3 separate regions of the Mus musculus genome follow, and regions 2 and 3 are each linked to region 1. A link is a contact called in public ChIA-PET and HiChIP or PLAC-seq data. All regions are on one chromosome and are shown on one strand. Each heading gives the region's core, a stretch centred on a gene start, on an enhancer-like site or on the middle of the called end of the contact. The rest is flanking DNA. Distances are from core to core; before and after follow the strand shown.

Region 1 (3,460 bases), core at 310-2,809:
CTGTAACTCTCTTTGTAGGGTATGGGTTCAGCACAAACTGAAACCCCAGAGGTTCTGGTCTCAGCTTTGACTTCTGGACTCAGCATCCGTGTATGTCATTTGGCCTAAGCATAAGCTTTAAGTTTCTGTGACCCAGTTGTGAGTTGTGGCGTCATTTGTACCCACTGAGAAGAAAACAAGCCCCGTGCCACACTCATGTCCAGATCAGCAAAAAGTATTTAAACTGTGAGCACCATTTATGCTTTTTCCATGTCTTCATAAAGAACCTAAACCCTATCTTGTTTTATTAAATATATAATTTTTATGTTTCTTTAAACATAATGTGTGTGTGTATGTATGTATGTATGTATGTATGTATGTATGTATATTAGTGTCTGTATATATGCACTATAAGTAACCACAGAATCCTGTTCCCTCGGAGCTGGAATTGCAGGTGGTTGTAAGCCACTGACATGGGTGCTGGGAACAGAACTCAGATCTCCTGGGAAAGCCGCCAAATGCTCTTAACAACAGAGCCATCTCTCCAGCCCCTCCTTTGTTTTGTGTGAAGAACTTTGAATGGGCTCATTGAAGTGTTTTCTAGCACTCAAAGTAGGGAATGGGCAGGGGGAGCAGCGGACATTCGGGGAATTAAAGTTAAAGTGAATTGATAGCGGAGGATGGATGTCAGCCATAAGGAAAGTGGGCAGGAGGGATACAGGTCTGGATGAGGGTGGGAGGGCATTTAAAAGGATGACGTGGGGGTGGGGGGAATGAAGCTAAAAGGGCGGAAATTCTGGGCTAGGGATGACCCATTAGAATGAAAGAGCAAGAAGACAGGGAATAGCAGGAGCTTGGAAATGAAGTGATGGGTGTGGGTGTATGTGTGGGCAACAGGGATAAAGGACTGAAATGGACAACCTTGGGCAAACCCCAGGCCCTCCATGGGCCTCAGTATCCAGGTCTACAGGGTAAAGGACTGCACCCTAATGAAAAGAGGGGCTTCGGGAGCACCCTGGTTGTGTCTTGGGAGCTGAGGTGCAGGGCCAGGTTGGGGGTGGGATAGGTGGGATGGAGTAAGGTGGGGTGGGATGAGATGAGATAGAAAGATGCAGGGTAGAAGTCTCAGCTTTGGTCCCACAGGGGTGTGCACCGTGCAGAGGGGCCTTAGATGGCTGTCACTGGAGTTAGCAGGGCAGGTGGGTGTGGGCACCTGCTGGCAAGGGCAGGGTACCGTGCGAAGGGCTGAGGACAAGGGTTCCTGCATCTTACCGGAGATGGGCAGCGAGGTTCTGGGCACCGAGCGGGGGACGCGGCCGCACACCGGGGCGCTCAGCATCGCCAGCAGCAGCAGCAGCAGCGACGACGGCGGCGGGAAGAGAGAGACCGGAGGCGGCCGGGGGCCCGGGCGGGGCCGCTCGGCCCTGGCCAGCATCTCTGGCTCCGCCTGGTGCCGGGTGGGGCGCGTCGGGCAGCCTCTACTCAGTACCGCTACTGCGCGGGCCTCGGCCCCTCTCGGGTACCCTCGGCCGAGCTCGGCCTGCAGCGGTGAGATGAAACACAACCCGACTCCTCCCACTCACAAAGGAACCAATGGAGGACCGGTTTCTTCCTATAACCAATGAAAATTGAGTGGAGGAGGGACGAGGAAGAGAGGCCCTACCCAGGTGTAGGCGGAGCTAGGACAGGTGTAGGTGTGGGTTTCTTCCTCAGAAGGATGGAAACGTTCCTAGGTCTGGAGTCACCAGTGAATTTGTAGCAGTTGCTCCAAATCCCCAAATATCCATATCTGTGCTACTAAGAGCACCAGATTTTTCAGATTTTTATTTATTTTTTTTGTTCCTGTAAGATGGCTCAGTGAGTATAAGGGGCCAGCTGCTAAACTTGAAGTCTGAGTTGGATTTAACCACTGCCCCCACCCCGGGACCCAACAACATGGAAAGCAGAGAATCCACTTGCTCAGATGGTCCTCTGACTTCCACATGCACGCCATGGTACTAATGGCCTCCAACACACATACACACAATAAATAAATTAAAATGCAAATATACTTATGAATATATTAGTTACTTTTCTCATTGCTAAGGTCCAACTTAAGGAAGGGTTTATTTTGGTTCACAGTTGGAAGATATAGTCTGCCATGATGGAAAAGCAGGGTGGCAAAAAACTGAAAAGTCTGGTCACATTGCATCTGCAATAGGAAGAAGAGAGCTTAGCCCAGAGTATGGTGCCATCCATAGTCAGGGTGGGTCTTCCCACCTCAACAAAATCGAGAGACTCCCTCACAGTAGCTCGTCCAGTTTTGTCTCTGGGTGGTTCTAGACTCTATCAAGTAGACATTGTTAACGGTCCCACTTTGAATCATTGGGCTGGAGAGATAGTCCAGGGGTTAAGAGCACTGACTCCTCTTCCAGAGGTTCTGAGTTCAATTCCCAGCAACTACATGGTGGCTCACAATCATCTGTAATGGGATCTGATGCCCTTTTCTGGTGTGTCTGAAGAGAACAATAGTGAATACATTAAAAAAAAAAGTAAAATAAATAAAATAAAAGAACTAAGGAGACTGGGAAGTGTGCTGGCCAGAGTCAGGAATGACCACTGTGTATTTGAGAGGAGACTCCACAGAAATACACCCAATGCAGTAGACCTGGAGTGGTGCCTTGGCCCTGTTCTTCACGTAAAACTACCTCATTTCTAGGCAGCCTTTAAGGAGTCAAGTGCCCAGGTTTTCTACAGAAGCTGTGGTTTAGGGCAGGACTCTGACATGTGAAGTAACTTCCTCCTGTCTCAGAGGGAACTTGCGCTTACCAGGTGTTTCACTTATGATTCCGTATCATCTCCTTGCCATCCTGGGAGGGAGACCTGAAACAGAAGTTAACATCCCCAGTGGTGTGCTATTGGGAACTGTATTGGGATTTGCTGTCTCAGATGCAGGGTTGACAGACTTCCTACAAACAGGCAGTTTTTAGCTTTTTAAAACTCCTACCCACTTAGGTATGTCAACAAGCCCTTTACCAACCCTCACTTTCATATTGAGAAAGAGAATTTAGTGGTAATGACCAAAAAAAAGGGGGGGGGAATGAACAGTATAGGTTGTAGTATGAGCTTATGTATGCAATCTGTATGTTACCATATAGCACATTTAAATTTACCATCTTATTATATTTAACTTGATACAGTGTTGTGAATTATTTTAATAGCATACAATTATAAATGGATTTAACTATAACCTGCTTTGTTGATAAAGCTATGAAGAACTCCTACTTAAAGATTCCTGCTTAAACCATAATAAACATATATTATGGTGTAGCTAAGAGAGAACTTGGCGGCTTTGAGCGATAGCTCCGTGGTTAAGAGAACTTGCTCCTCTTCTAAAGTAGCTGAGTTTGGTTCCCAGCACCCATGTCAAAGCAACTCCTAACTGCCTGTAACTCCAGCACTAAGAGACTCAACACTGCCTTCCAGCCTCTGCCCCCACCTA
Region 2 (3,460 bases), core at 272-2,771, 240 kb before region 1:
CAGGTGAAAAGGTCAGCTCAGAAACTTTGGGAACGTCATGAAACACTTGCCCCTCTGGAAGGAAAAGGCTAATTAACATTTCTCAGACCACGGGGGTGGGGGGCACATTCCACATGGCTAACCCTGCTCACCTTCAGACAGGGAAGTCCTTGTCACCTCATTCCCTAAAGACCAATCAGTTTAAAGGGTGCACTGTTCCACCAATCATATTGTGCCTAGTTGCTGATGCTCTATTTTGGCCCTGGAAACCATATAAAAACTGGCCGAACTGCTGCTGGTGGTCGCTGCCTCTCCTTCAGGTCTGGGACGACCCCAGTGCACTGGAACAATAAGTTCCTCTTGCTTTTTGCATCAACCCCAGCTCCACATGGTTCACTCAGGGGGTCCCCAGTAAGCTAAGCTTCCCCAGAGTTTTATGCAAGCATGTGTCACCACATCAGGCTACAGATTCTGAAACATTTATTTATTTGTTTGTTTGTTTTTCGAGACAGGGCTTCTCTGTATAGCTCTGGCTGTCCTCACTCTGTAGACCAGGCTGTCCTCGAAACTCAGAAATCCGCCTGCTTCTGCCTCCCAAGCACTGGGATTAAAGGTGTGTGCCACCACTGCCTGGCTCCGAAACATTTTTTTAAAGATTTGTTTTAGGGCTGAAGAGATGACTCAGCAGTTAAGAGCAATTGCTATTCTTCCAGAGGACTCAGGTTCAACTCCTGGCAACCACATGGTGGCTCACATTTGCAGGGATCTGCCACGTATACACTATATATATGTGGCTGGTGCACATACATACATACATACATACAGGCAAATCACTCATATGCAAAAATACATTTTTAAAAAAGGTCTATTTGTGTGTTGAGTAGGGGTGGCTGCACACGTGTAGTTGCTGAGAGAATCCAGAAGAAAGTGTCAGGTCCCCTGTAGCTGGAGTTACAGTGGTTATAAAGCTATCCACTGAGGGAAGAGAACTTTGGTCTAGTGCAAGAGAAGTAATGCTCTTACCCCTGAGCCATCTCTCCAGCTCGAACTTTTTAAACGTTCTAATCAAGGACCCTGAATGTTAGTTTCACACTGGCCTCTGTCCTCCCGGCACAACCAGCCAACTGAATTCCAGGAGGCGTCCAGGGCAAGCCAAGAGAAGACAGAGGCAGCTGATGGAGAGGTTGAGGGGCTTATAAGAAAGGGCATGTGGCTTCTCCCCCTCTATCCGACCCCACTCCGGTAACTGTCAGCTGAAACAGCTACCTCGTAAAAGACTGGCAGGTGTACCACCATCATCACCACCATCACCCGGGCCCCCGGCCCCCATCCCTGCTTCCCTACTTCCCTGCCCCCAAGGAACAATCCTAACACACCTGCAGAATACAGTCAAAGGAGGTGCAACCGGAACATAAACTGCGCATCAGTCAGCCAGTCATGTCTGGCCCGTGGTTCCCAAGGGCTGGTTTCTAGCGCCTGTGACACTGCACAACACGTGTAGCTCCGCAGAGCTCTTTCAGCACCTCCGAGGGGCGGGCGCCACCTGGTGGTCACTCTGAGATCTACTCGAGGCCACGTGCTCTTAAGAGCAGGGGAGCTAGGAAGGCCAATTCAGCACTGGGGAGGTGGAGGCAGGAGAATCAAGAATGCAAGGCTAGCTTTGGCTACACAGCGAGCTTGAGGGCAGCTTAAGCTACACAAGACCCTGTCTGAAAAATAAAACAAAACCATCAAACAAAAAACCAAACCCAGTAGCTAGGGAGATGGCAGAACTTGTTAAATTGGGCTAACATGAGGACTTGCATTGAGATTCCCAGCATCCATATAAAAGCCAAACAGCCATGGCTGCCTATATAAATCAGCTAGACCCCAAAGCTAGCTGGCCCACCACATTAGCCTAACCAGTGCCTTCTAGGCACTGAATAGTGAGGCTAGTGCCCTGCTGCAATATTCAAGATGGAGAGCAAGAAGTTCCCAGGGCAGACATACACACAGCCACACACACCCACATACCTGTGCACACACATGGATGTGAAGAAAGAGAGGAGGGAGGAAGAAAGAGAAAAGAGGAAGAGGGAGCCAGTGGTGGAGCAGAGATGGTGAAAGTGAGGCACCAGGTGTGGATGAGCGAACTTCCCTCAGTTCTGCATTTGCCCAGGAGGAACAGCTTCATTGAAGAAGCACAAAGAAAAGGCAGCCGTTGAGAAAGGGAGTCTGTGTCTGCCGTGAGAGGATCAGAGACCTGCGGGGACACAGAGCAAGGCAGGAGTTCGGGGCCAGCAGAGAAGAGCTTGCTCTCACCGGTGAACAATGTGGCCTTGTTGGGGCTGGAGGAATAACTCAGAGGGTGAAAGGCAAACCTGACAACCTGCGTTCATCAAATATCCCCCAACCACAGATTTGCACATACATAGGCCCTCACCCATCCACAGGTAAATCATTGGGTTTTTTATAATAGTTTGACCTTGTTCACCAGCACAGGGAACAATACTGAGGCTCTAGAGTATAGACTTGAGACCCTTGTTGCACTGGGTACTTAATACCTGTTGTCCTGCTAATTAAGGTCAAAGTCTACCGTTGTCCAGATAGCCTTCTGAGCTCAGCACAAAATGGGAGACTCCCTTTACCAGCAGAGATTCTCCTTCTCTGACCTTGTCTGAGGAGTTCAGAGCCCCCACCCTCTACCAAAGGTTTGTCACATTCGTAGCCTTGATTAGCTCACAGTTTCAGCTGCCTTTCTTCCACCACAGAACCCATTCAGCAAGCACCTGAAATCCCCCAAAAGCCTCTCCATGCTAATGAGGCGTCTCAGTTCCTTATCCTTCAGCCAATGACCTTTGCCCACCCTCGATATTCCTACAACCTTCCCCAAAACTATACAACCCAAGAAAAGTTGATCTGTCTCCCTGAAGCTGATCCCGGAGATAAGTCTGCTATTTCTGTTGTACTCACAGGCTCTTCCAAACCTGCCTGTTGACTCTGCTTCCCCCAGGAGAAGGGAGACCCAGACACCCACTTTATTTATTTAATTTTGAGACAGGGTCCCTCTGTGTGTCCCTGGCTGGCCCACAACTCACTGTATAGACCAGGCTGAACTCATTCACAGAGATTCTCCTGCCTCTGCCTCTCGAGTGTCACCAATCCTGATTAATTTTTTTTGCCCTTGCTGTTTTTGAAGCAATGTCTTATGAAGCCGGGTGGACTTAGTCAGGGTTTCTATTGCTGCAACAAAACACCATGACCAAAAGCAAGTTGGGAAGGAACGGGTTTACTTGTCCTACACTTCCAGATCACAGTCCATCATTGGAGGAAGTCAGGACAGGAACTCAAGCAGGGCTGGAACCTGGAGGCAGGGGCCGATGCAGAAGCCTTGGAGGGGTGCTGCTTGCTGACTTGCTTCCCCAGGCTTCTGAAGCCTACCTTCTTATAGAACCCAGGACCACAAGCCACAAGATGGCATCCCCGGCAATGCGCTGGGCCC
Region 3 (3,460 bases), core at 655-3,154, 200 kb before region 1:
ATGCTACTTACAGCTGCTTCCCAGGGTTCAGTGAGCCCATGTCGATCTCTCTGTCAAACTCAGTTCGGATGTCATTGAGTGTACCGTCGTCCCCAAAGGCCCCCCACTCCATGTTGATGCACATCCGTCCCTCGTCGCCCTCCACCATGTCAATGTGACGCATCTCCTCCATGTAGCAGGCATTACTGCCAGTACCTGATCAAAGGAAGAAACTGTTCAGTGCCAAGTGGGCTATCTATCGTCTTAGCAGCCTCCCTCTTCACTGCTTGTAGAAGTCTGCCTAGGGGCTGAGATTCCTCACGGCAGCCTCCTGGGACAACACAACATGATGGCCAGATCTCTTGTACACTGCTTAACCCTGTAAGTCCCGGCATGGCCTAAAGTAGCTGCATCGCTATCTTCGCACATCAGGAGAAAACACCCAAGCTAATGATTAGTTCAAACAACTATGGCCCTCACACCAGGGTCTCACTCACCCACAATGAGACCAATCTCGCAGTTCTGATCATCATAACCACAAGTCATCATGGTCCCAACCGTGTCATTCACCACAGCCACAATGTCAATGTCAAAGTCCTGCAGGGGAATCAAAGGGCCTTCATCATCACCAGGGGAAGACGGGTATGAAGACAAGTGTGAAGATGGAGAAAGAGCAAGACACACCATGCAAGTATGCTACTAACCCAATCCATGGCCACGCATGGATAGCAGTGGGGATCACCCAGGTGCCCCATCCACCTATTCTCCATTTGTCTTCACCAATAAGGACCATTTTCCAGACAGCAGAATGGATTGAATTCATCTTATTGCTTTCTCCCCCTCACACACAACTGACAGACCTAGCCTACCATCCCCTGCTTCATTCCCCACTCATGTCAATCATGCCGACATCCCTACTTGACAAGGAGAATCCTGAGGCTAAGGACCAAAGTGTGTTTCTTGCACCAAAGGCCAAAGGCCAAAGTTACTGTCCATCAAGCAAATTTCAAATCCCCAAAGGTATCTGATCACATACAAAAGTCACAGGCCAACATGGCAGGGATACTGAATACATATCCTTAAGCTCTACAAAACCATGTCCTATAGAGTCCAGAGACAGACAGGGAAGGATCTCAGATAGCCTGGGGACCCTGAGCTCCCACCCACTACTCACCCCTCTGCGCTGGATGGCCTTCCGGATCAGATCCACCACATCTCTGCCTTCCACGCCACTGGACTTGAACCCCTTAGTCCATGAGACCAAGAAACTCTAGAAGAGGGCCAAAAAATAATGATTTCCCACAGCTGCGACAGCAACATTCTAACAAGTCCTCAGCAGAGCCCTCTACCTCAGGCCTAAAGTCATGATTAAATTTATACATTGTCTCCTAACTAGCCCAGGAAGGAGGAAACTCAGCACACACACACACCCCAACCCCGCCCAAACTCCAGGACAGAAGAGTGCATATATGAGTTTTACTGTGATTCCCTGCCCAAGAAGTAGAAAGAAGCAGTAAATAGTGTGTGTGTGTGTATGTGTGTGTGTATGTATAGTGTGTGTGTGTGTGTGTGTGTGTGTGTGTGTGTGTGTGTGTATGTATAGTGTGTGTGTGTGTGTGTGTGTGTGTGTGTGTGTGTGTATCCTTGTATTTCTGCTCCTCCTGCCTCTACCTCCTGAGGCAGGGGTTTCAGTAGGTACTACTGTGGCCAGTTTATGTTGTGCTGGGGACAGCCCCCTCGGCTCTGTGTGCGCTAGGCAAGCACTCTACCAAATGAACACAGCCCCAGCTTCTTGGGTATCTTCCTTTCATCCGTGGGTCTTTCTCATAGCACTTTAGATCAAAGAAGATCTTAATTCTGCCAACATGGACAGGATACCACAAAGTATGTGGGGGAGGGGCAGAACACCACAGCCTCTCCTACTCCATCACCACCCTCCACACCTACACATAGCACATACATATAGCTTCCCAGAAGGACGTAAGTCTCAGTACTGAAAGCTCACATGCAAAATCCCCTCATCGCCACTGCCCCCACAGCTGCAGGTGGCTCAGGAGTCCCCTTCCGAGAAAGCATCTCGACCCGCCATACCTCATCCAGTTTCGTCTGGTGGCAGGGGAACGAGAAGGTGAAACCCAGCGGGAGCTTCTTCTCTTTGATCTGTAGCTTGTCCATGAAGTTGGCCAGGCATTCGGCAATGTGGTCAAACAGCTACGGGCACAAAGAGGAAGGTGAGCAGGGCGGCAGGAGAGTGGGAGACAGACTTAGGGTGAAGGGTTCTATCGACCGCCAACTTAACACAGTCTAAACAGTCTAACATGACCTAGAAGACAAACCTCTAAGCATGCCTGTGTGGGAGTGGGAAGATCTCCCCATGTATCGGTGACAGCCTTCCAAAGGCTGGAGCCACGGATCGATTAAAAAGGAGTTAACTGAGCCGAGCACCACATCTCTCTGCTTCCGGACTGTGGACACAGTCATGACCTCAGACCCCTGCTGCCATGTCTGTCCTCTTCCTTCTATGACAGACTATACCCTCCAAGTGTGAGCCAAAATAAATGCCCCCTTTCTAGTGTTACTTCAGTTACAGAAACAAGTGACTTATAAAGATGAGCTGGTAGAACTTATGTCATCTTTTGCTCTCCCAATGAAAAGGAAACGACATCGGAACTGACACTCAAAATGACATCTGGACTCAGTCATGCAATGTGTACAAAGGCATAAATAATGCTAATTAGTGCTCATTAGAGGGCATCTTCCACTTAAGACTTTTAAATTAATCTTGCTCAAAAGAACCCCCTAAATCATTGGGCGTCGTGGTTATCACAAGGTTCGAGTACATCAGAGAACAGAGCATCCTCTGCTGGCAGTCATGTTAGCCCAGCTCATCCTCCTAAACAGAAGCCCATCTCACTCCCAAGAAGTTCTTTGGCAGCCCTGACTCTTGATGGAGACTGACAGGATTCCTTCCCTTGGCGCTCTATGAACCAACTCAAGCAAAATAAACAACCTTTTTATTTTTCCTCTGTAAAAGAAAAAAAATTCCCTGAAGGCAATTCAAGGAAATTATTTTTTGGTTTGTTGTTTATCTTATTCTATTTTTTTTTAAATATGTGTGTGTGTGTGTGTGTGTGTGTGTGTGTGTGTGCGTGTGCACGCGCGCACAGGTGTATACATGCAGTCACACTTGCGGCCATGGAGAACTGCAGTTACTAGTTCTCCGTTGTGTTGTGAGTTGCTTGATCTGATCCCTGGTATACAAACTCTTGTCCCCTAATAAAACAGCAATTGCTTTTAACTAGCAAGTCATCTCCAGTCTCTATTTTTGATGTCCAGTTTCAAAACAAAAGACAGGGCAATGGCTGCAGGACCCACATAGCCACCTCAACATGCAGAGAGGTGCACTCCTGATAACTCAGGCTTCCAGTCAAGCCAGAGCCCACCAACCGAGAGGTCCCCTGTCACCTACTCCATACCCTCA

What was found. ChIA-PET counts read pairs in DNA pulled down with a chosen protein or histone mark. HiChIP or PLAC-seq counts read pairs in DNA pulled down with a chosen protein or histone mark.
Region 2: a contact with region 1 is called in an H3K27ac HiChIP or PLAC-seq map of embryonic stem cells, with 6 read pairs. The contact joins the enhancer-like site here to the promoter of Sema4f in region 1. A contact is called at or near these places in 1 of 39 promoter capture datasets (neutrophils), 5 of 115 datasets of contacts at active chromatin or transcription factors (T-cell acute lymphoblastic leukemia, bone marrow-derived macrophages, embryonic stem cells and 2 more) and 3 of 9 other capture datasets (adipose tissue, liver and macrophages).
Region 3: a contact with region 1 is called in an RNA polymerase II ChIA-PET map of memory CD8 T cells, with 26 read pairs. The contact joins the enhancer-like site here to the promoter of Sema4f in region 1. A contact is called at or near these places in 5 of 39 promoter capture datasets (cranial neural crest, frontonasal cranial neural crest, hippocampal neurons and 2 more), 1 of 484 Hi-C or Micro-C datasets (bone marrow-derived macrophages), 7 of 115 datasets of contacts at active chromatin or transcription factors (CD8 T cells, embryonic basal ganglia, embryonic stem cells and 3 more) and 3 of 9 other capture datasets (adipose tissue, liver and macrophages).

Annotation. Positions count from the first base shown.
Region 1 is chr6:82,938,210-82,941,669 of GRCm38.p6, forward strand. Sema4f (sema domain, immunoglobulin domain (Ig), TM domain, and short cytoplasmic domain) reads right to left here and starts at 1,560. Exons shown (of 14, transcript NM_011350.4): 1 at 1,252-1,560. The coding sequence starts at 1,414.
Region 2 is chr6:82,701,385-82,704,844 of GRCm38.p6, forward strand. It overlaps Gm32425 (a long non-coding RNA gene), which reads left to right. Exons shown (of 3, transcript XR_377779.4): 2 at 2,138-2,411. Among named protein-coding and RNA genes, the nearest start is that of Gm32534, 12 kb to the right of the region's middle. Within about 2 kb of position 1,522, at least 13 of the 459 cell types and tissues checked have an H3K27ac peak or open chromatin away from gene starts, as enhancers often do. A contact at or near this core is called in embryonic stem cells, where this site is marked.
Region 3 is chr6:82,742,792-82,746,251 of GRCm38.p6, forward strand. It overlaps Hk2 (hexokinase 2), which reads right to left. Exons shown (of 18, transcript NM_013820.3): 4 at 2,071-2,190; 5 at 1,154-1,249; 6 at 477-576; 7 at 12-195. Among named protein-coding and RNA genes, the nearest start is that of Gm32480, 29 kb to the left of the region's middle. Within about 2 kb of position 1,905, at least 17 of the 459 cell types and tissues checked have an H3K27ac peak or open chromatin away from gene starts, as enhancers often do. A contact at or near this core is called in CD8 T cells and memory CD8 T cells, where this site is marked.